Linked DNA regions of Gossypium hirsutum: region 2 is linked to region 1. A link is a contact called in public Hi-C data. All regions are on one chromosome and are shown on one strand. The core of a region is the stretch at or near the end of the contact, and the rest is flanking DNA. Distances in the headings are between cores, read along the strand shown. Region 1 holds the start of LOC107957228 (probable acyl-activating enzyme 16, chloroplastic). Region 2 overlaps LOC107957226 (3beta-hydroxysteroid-dehydrogenase/decarboxylase).

Evidence for each region. A called contact is a pair of places that touch in the nucleus more often than the background predicts.
Region 2: a Hi-C map of leaf shows a contact between it and region 1, with 1.6 times the contacts expected there. The contact joins the enhancer-like site here to the promoter of LOC107957228 in region 1. A contact is called at or near these places in 3 of 34 Hi-C or Micro-C datasets (hypocotyl and leaf).

The regions. Positions count from the first base shown.
Region 1 is chrA05:67,426,223-67,429,715 of Gossypium_hirsutum_v2.1, reverse strand. It overlaps LOC107957228 (probable acyl-activating enzyme 16, chloroplastic), which reads left to right and starts at 1,600. Exons shown (of 18, transcript XM_016892685.2): 1 at 1,600-1,989. The coding sequence starts at 1,759.
Region 2 is chrA05:67,659,802-67,663,294 of Gossypium_hirsutum_v2.1, reverse strand. LOC107957226 (3beta-hydroxysteroid-dehydrogenase/decarboxylase) reads right to left here. Exons shown (of 12, transcript XM_016892683.2): 8 at 820-937; 9 at 522-696. Among protein-coding and RNA genes, the nearest start is that of LOC107957226, 20 kb to the right of the region's middle. Within about 2 kb of position 1,799, at least 5 of the 9 cell types and tissues checked have an H3K27ac peak or open chromatin away from gene starts, as enhancers often do. A contact at or near this core is called in leaf, where this site is marked.

The DNA of each region.
Region 1 (3,493 bases), core at 351-2,850:
GGTTCAGGGTTATGAGTTTAAGTTCTATATTTTGGATTTAGGGTTTAAGATTCTAGATTCATGATTTTTGATTTGGGGTTCAGATAGAAAAAATTGTTAAAATGTTGTTAAATAATTGAAAAAAGATCATGAATAATGTGATGGAAAGTATGTATAAAATAATTTCATATTTTTAAAATTTGACGATTGACTAAATTTTATTGATACCTGAAACCCTTAATTTTTAGAATTATTCTAATTTAAATTATTTCGTTTATAAAAAATCAATATTTTCATAGTAATTCACCCGTTGTTTATTGGCTTTTTTACTTAAACAATAAAAAAATAAAATTAATAACTGAAATGTCATGCCCATTAGATTATTTACTAAAATAGTATGGTTTTACTAGTGCCGCCTGTCAAATTAGCGGCACTGGACTGAAATGTAATGATCTAAAGTATTCAAGGACCTGATATGAAATTTACCATTTTAAGTGGCTACTAAAAAAAAAGTGAAAGGGCGGTGCCTATAGTGTGGCGGCACCAAACCTTAAATGTGGTTAATTGTCTTGTAAGCCTTCCTTATTTATTATTTTCTTTTTATTCCCTTTTAACTCACTATATTGTGTTTAAACAAGCCCTTTACATATTTTTGTAGTTAAATAAATCCTTAACTTATGATTTTAATGTTAAAGTAAATATATCAAAGTAAAGCTATTTTTAAAAAATAAACTAATTCGCATTTTATTTTGATGTGAATTTGATGAGAATAGTTTATTAAATAAAAAGATAAAATTTAAAAATTTCTTGAGAGTACTTATATACATGATATTTTTAACTACTCTTTTGAAATTTTTGATTACTTTTTTAGATTTTATATTGATGTTAAAGTGTATAAAATTTTTATTGCATAAACAAAAAAAATTAAGATAAGAGCTTGAAATTTAAAATATATTTACTTTAATATTAAAATAAAGGGCTTTTATAAGTAAAAATCATAGGTTAAGAGCTTATTTAACTACAAAAACATTGAGGTTTAGAGTTTAGGTTCGAGATTTAAGATTCAAGGTTCGAGTTTAGAGTTTAAGATTTAAGTCTAATGTTTAAAAGTTTGGGGTTATGAATTTATAGTTTAGGTTCAAGGGTTTGGGGTTACAGTTTGAGATTCTATGTTTTCATGTTAGAGTTCGAGATTCTAGATTTAAGGATTTTAGTTTGGAGTTCAAATAGAAAAAAATTATTGAAATATTATTAAATAATTAAAAAAATTATGAATAATGTGTATAAAATAATTTCTCTATAAATAAATATATAATAATAATTTTATATTTTTAAAATTCGATGATTGGCTAAATTTTATTGAACCTTAATTTTTGTATCCCTTTATAAAGAATCGATAATTTTAAAGTAATTCACCATCTGTTTATAACTTTAAAATTATTTTTAAACTTAAAAACACTATAAAAAAAAGCACTGCTTAAATAATCAAATACTAATAATAATGTCAGGCAAGCAAGCTGGGTTTGAAAGATAAAAATAATGTGAAATACTTGATATTATAACTGAAATGTCAGTGTCAGTAGTATAAGTAAGTGGGCCGTTTTGTCGTGTATATAATTTTTAATTTGTTTGCATCGTCTCAATTCCCTATCATTTCCATATATCACGTTAATGTTTCTTCTTCAGCATCTTCAAGATACTTCGTGATCCCCTGCACTTGCTCCTCTCACCTACCACCGCCACATCACTTCACTTCCTTTGCTTTCGCTTTTTTCAAAAATGTTGGGGGCTCCGATCAAAATATCTTCTTCGCCTTCTTGCTGTTCTTCTTCTGAAAATAGAAAGGCGATCATGTTGTCGCCGGTTTGTTTAGATAAATCGAGGTCTTTTCAGTTTCTTTTCTCGGGTTCTAAATTGCGGTGCTCCAAAACTTTGGATACCAAGCAGCTCTCCAGCGCCAAGTTCAAGGTCTCCCGAGGATCGAAATTTCGAGTTTTCTGTGACTCCAAGGTGAGTTTCTTCGGAATTCTGTACTTTATTTTTATGGGATCATCGGGGATCTGTGATGGGTTGGGTTTTTGGATGTGTTCAACTGTTCATTCAATGTTCTTCTCCTGCAAGTTGGCTTTATTTTATTTTTGGTATTATATATATTTTAGTCAAATAGTTTTGGAATTGACGATATTGTTTGTCTGGTAATGAGTAATAGTAGTTCGTAGTAGAGTTAATTGGTTGGACGGTAGGGCTCAGAAAAAGACCGATAAAGCATTACAACTATACCATTCGGCTCGGTTTTGGTCTAAATTTATTAATTTTGGTCTGTTAAGTTTTTAATTTTTGGCTTATTAGGAAGATAGACCATCAAACTTTAAAAAAAAATATCAATTATACTTTTCTAATTTTTTACACCCACAATTTTAATCAATGAGATCTTTGATGAAGGTTGACCGTTAGAAACAAACAGCAACGTCAACATGATAGTTAAAAAATTCCACACCAGCAAAAATAAAGAAAATTCTATTTTAAAAATAAGTTAGTCACTGAACTTGGATATGGATAAATAGTTGTCTTTTATTTGAATTTGTGAGTGATAAACCCGACTAAGTAATTGAACAAAGTGAAGAAAATAATAATAAAAAAGATCAATATGGAAATTTATTTGGAAAAATTCCTCAATTAAGGATAAAAAACTACGGGTAAAAAAATATTCCACTACAATAAATAATGACTACAAGAGAGAGAATCAAAGGAAAATCTGAAACCCACAAGAACAAACCTTTCAAAAACAAAATTCTCTCAATATCAATATATTGTTGTATGTCTAACCTAGAGTAATTGTGACCTATTTATAACTTAGAATTCATAGTATAATATGACTAGAATGCCTCTAGATTAATCAGAGTTTAAATGGGAAACTGAAACAAAATTTAACTAAAAATAATAAAGTCGAAAGCTTGGACTGGACGTCGCGTCGTTGTGACGCTGCTTCTCTGCTCGTCGGGACATCAAGACAATTGCGTCGTTGGGATGAGTCTTTGTTCCTCGTCGGGACGAGATTCACTATTTGGGCCGAATAGAGGCATTCTCCCACAAAATCTGAACAATCATTTATATATATTCATTCTAGAATTATAACTAACATAAAAAATTTTAAAAAAATTATTAAAAATTAATTAATGACCATAAAATTTATAAAAATAGTTGATTAGAAATCATAAAAAATTATAAAAATCTTAGACATTAATCTAAAACCATAAATTTTATAAAAAAATAATTTTTTATATAAAAAATGCTTCCTCATATTTGATTAAATAATTCGACTAATATAACTTGCACAAATTAAAAAAAGAATGAGAGGAAAAATATAACAAAAAAGTTGTTGATACTGATTTTATGATATAAGTTGTTGATGTTTGTTTATAAATTATTTTTTTATAAATTTTATAAATTTTAATTAATTTCTAATAATATTTATAATTAATTTCATGACTTTTTCTTATTTTTTTAATTTTTT
Region 2 (3,493 bases), core at 550-3,049, 230 kb before region 1:
GGGAGGGGTTTTTTTTTTTCCTGAGAAAGTGGAGATAGGTGGTGAAGCGGAGTGGTTTTGGTAAATTATTGCTCCACTCCACCTTCACCTTTTAAAATTACTATGTTACTCCTAAAATCTGTGAAATGGACTAAAAATCATTAATAGAAAAAGTGCATTGAGGGGCGGTGGAGAGATTATGTATGTAATTGACATCCATTTCTATTTCCATGTATGTTTTCAACATTCATACAAGAATAGGGTGATGGAGGCAATCTCCACTCCCTTCTCTCCAATGTCATCCCTGGTCGAAATGGAGTAAAAGCAAAAGATAAAAAAGAAAGGAACAGGATGGAAGATAGGTACTAGCATCAATTGAAAAAAAAAAACCATGAAAACTGGAAAAGAGAAGAAAAAGCAAAGGGGAAATGAGGATTGAGCTGTTGCTTTACACTGGAAACAGAATCAATGTGTAATAATGAACTGCGGAAAGACTGAATGAAATTACCATAAAGCAGCATGTGATAACTACTAATACTCACATCTTTGATGATAAATTTCCATATCCATAAAGAGTGACAGTAACTAACAGCAGAAGCTTGGCTACTGATGAAGTAAAAGTTCTTCCGCACAGAAAGAACCAGTAAAATAATGAAGCCAGGATAAGAAAGCATAAAAGTGTTCTCTTTATTTCCCGCCACAGCAAGACATCTGCAACTGAATCCAAGTAATTCAAGCTCATTACAATGCGAATCCTTTGGCCAAACATAAACCTTAAAAAAATTGCCTATGCAATACCATCATGAAATTGTGAATAAAAAGAATCATATAATGGAATACCTATCCCGCTGCCTAGCAACTTCACTGCTTTTGATTGTTCTTTAAAATTGTTGTCTCTCATAAAAGATGAGTCTTTAGCTAAACGAGAGAATGATTCAATGGTTGACTTGATACCATCCTGTATCATCAGCAACAAGAAACAAAATGATGTCAAACTTTCAGATAAAAAACTTGCATTCTCGCTACTTGATTTTGAAAAACCATTTTCACACGATTTAAGTAAATGAGAAATGAGAACAAAAACTGTCTTTAAGTCAAACGTTTCTATGTGCAAAATTCAATCAGCTGGTGCTTAAATCCAACATTAATTTTCTCTTGGCTTCTGTTTAGGCAGGGGTGTTGAGATTGATGGGGTCAGGAATGGGAGTGGAATAGAGATCCTTGGGTGCCGAATGTTAGGGGTTTATACAGGAAACTTGAGGCAGTGGCCTTGGTTAGCTGGTAGCGAGAGTGATAAATGGTGTGCAAGTGGGAGTACGGTGTGTTACAATTGCCTCTATGGGCAAGACAAGAAGTCAAAGGCATTAAAAAAGGAAAGAAGACAAATAAGTTTACTTAGTAATATTCCTAATTAGAATAATTTATTTTAACAAGCATCTTATTGCATTAAAAGTCCTTAATTTTAGCTTCCTATTCGAAAGAATAAATCCTGTGTAACGAGTCTAGGTTAGGAGCTCCCTTCGACAGGTTACATTAATCATAGGTTCTTCTAATGGTAGAAATTGCAACAATGTGTTGCGCTCCAGAATTTTAAGTAGAAGAATTGGAAGAGAGAAGGGAAAAATAGAGAGGTTGAGAAGAAGAGAAAACACAGAGAAGAAGAAGAATTCTAAATTTTCTTTTAGTAAAAATATGCATAACCATTTTCATCCATCGTTCGTGCTTTAGAAGGAAAATAACAAGAAGCTCACGTGGTCATTTTCTGTTATACAAAACTCCCCGTTTAACTAATATGCTACGCCTCGTTTTATTTAATTTTCTTGCCCACAACAATACTACCGTCCCAAAAAATTTTCCTTGTCCTCAAGGATGGAAATGAGGATATTTGGTCTGCAGCAGGGACAGAACTTCCCAAGTCGCATCCTCAGGAAAAGAATCAACCCATTCAACAAGAACTTCGGTAACAGCTTGATTTCCTCTTTTAACTATTCTCCTATCCACAATTCGGACCAGCTCTTTCTATAACATACCATGAGCATCCATCAAAAGTAAATGATCTTGAGATGGAATTGAACCAATATGTCTCTTTAACTGAGCCACATGACAAGTTGGATGAATCTGAGAACCTGGAGGTAACTGCAAAGTGTAAGCCACTTCCCCAACCTTTTTGATCACCTGAAAAGGGCCATAATATTTAGAAGATAGTTTTTGATTGATGATTTTCCTGGGAGATTGCTGCCGGTATGGTTGCAGCTTTAAGTAAACCAGATCTCCTACTTGAAAACTTCTCTCAATTCTATGTTTGTCTGCAAACTGCTTCATACGAGTCTGAGCCCTTTTAAGGTGGAAGTGCAATAATTTCTGTGCAGTTCCCTAGCTTGCAAACTTCTGTCGACCACTGCTACCGAAAAAGCCCCAACTAAATATGGCATATGCGGCGGTGGAGACTGTCCATAGAAGGCTTCATAAGGAGTGAGCTGAATAGAGGAATGAAAAGAAGAATTATACCACCATTCTGCTAGTGGTAACCAATAGAACCAATTGGCAGGAGTCTCCCCATTCATGCACCGTAAATAATTCTCAAGACACTAGTTCAAAACCTCCGTCTGCCCATCTGTTTGAGGGTGGTATGCTGTAGATAACAAAATTTTGGTGCCTGCTCTATGAAATAACTCCTGCCAAAACCGACTAACAAAGATTTTGTCCCTATCTAAAATAATCGAATCAGAGGTACCATAGAGTTTGTAAACATGAGTCATATATTCTTGAGCCACTTCTTGAGCTGTGTATGGATGAGATAAGCCTAAGAAGTGACCATACTTGGTCAAATGGTCCACCACAACTAGGATAGAGTTTTTTCTGTTTGAGTTCAGTAAGCCTTCGATGAAGTCTAAACTAACCACTGCCCAAGCTCGATCCGGAATAGGCAAAGGCTGAAAGAGTCCTGGAGAGGCTACCTATTCACCCTTGCATTTCTGCCAAACTGAACATTCGCGTACCCAACGTTTAACATCAGTTGTTAAGCCCTTCCAATACAGCAAACTTGCCACTCGTTTCTTGGTCACATGTACCCCTGAATAACCCCCAATAGCACTGGCATGGAAATGGTAAAATAATTATTGCCACAACTGCAAATTCTACCCTACCACGATCTTCCCCTTCATTCGTAGAAAGCGGCCATCCCAAGAATATTTGTGATTGGAAAGCTTGGAGTGTTAGACATCTTGTATAACCTTCTTTAGCCTATCATCTAGCTCATAGGATTGCTGTACCTGCTGTAAGAGTTCAGATATAACTGAGCTGGTCGACAATTGGGAAATTTGACCTTGCTACAATTGAGGTTGTCGAGAGAGAGCATTGACGACCTTGTTGTTGACTTCTTTTCTATAAGAAACTTCAAAGTCATAGCCTAGCATTTTAGTGACGCAGTATTGTTAAAATGGTGTGATAGCTACCTGATCAGATAGGAATCGCAGGTTTTGATGGTTAGTCCTGATTTTGAAGTGCCTCCCCA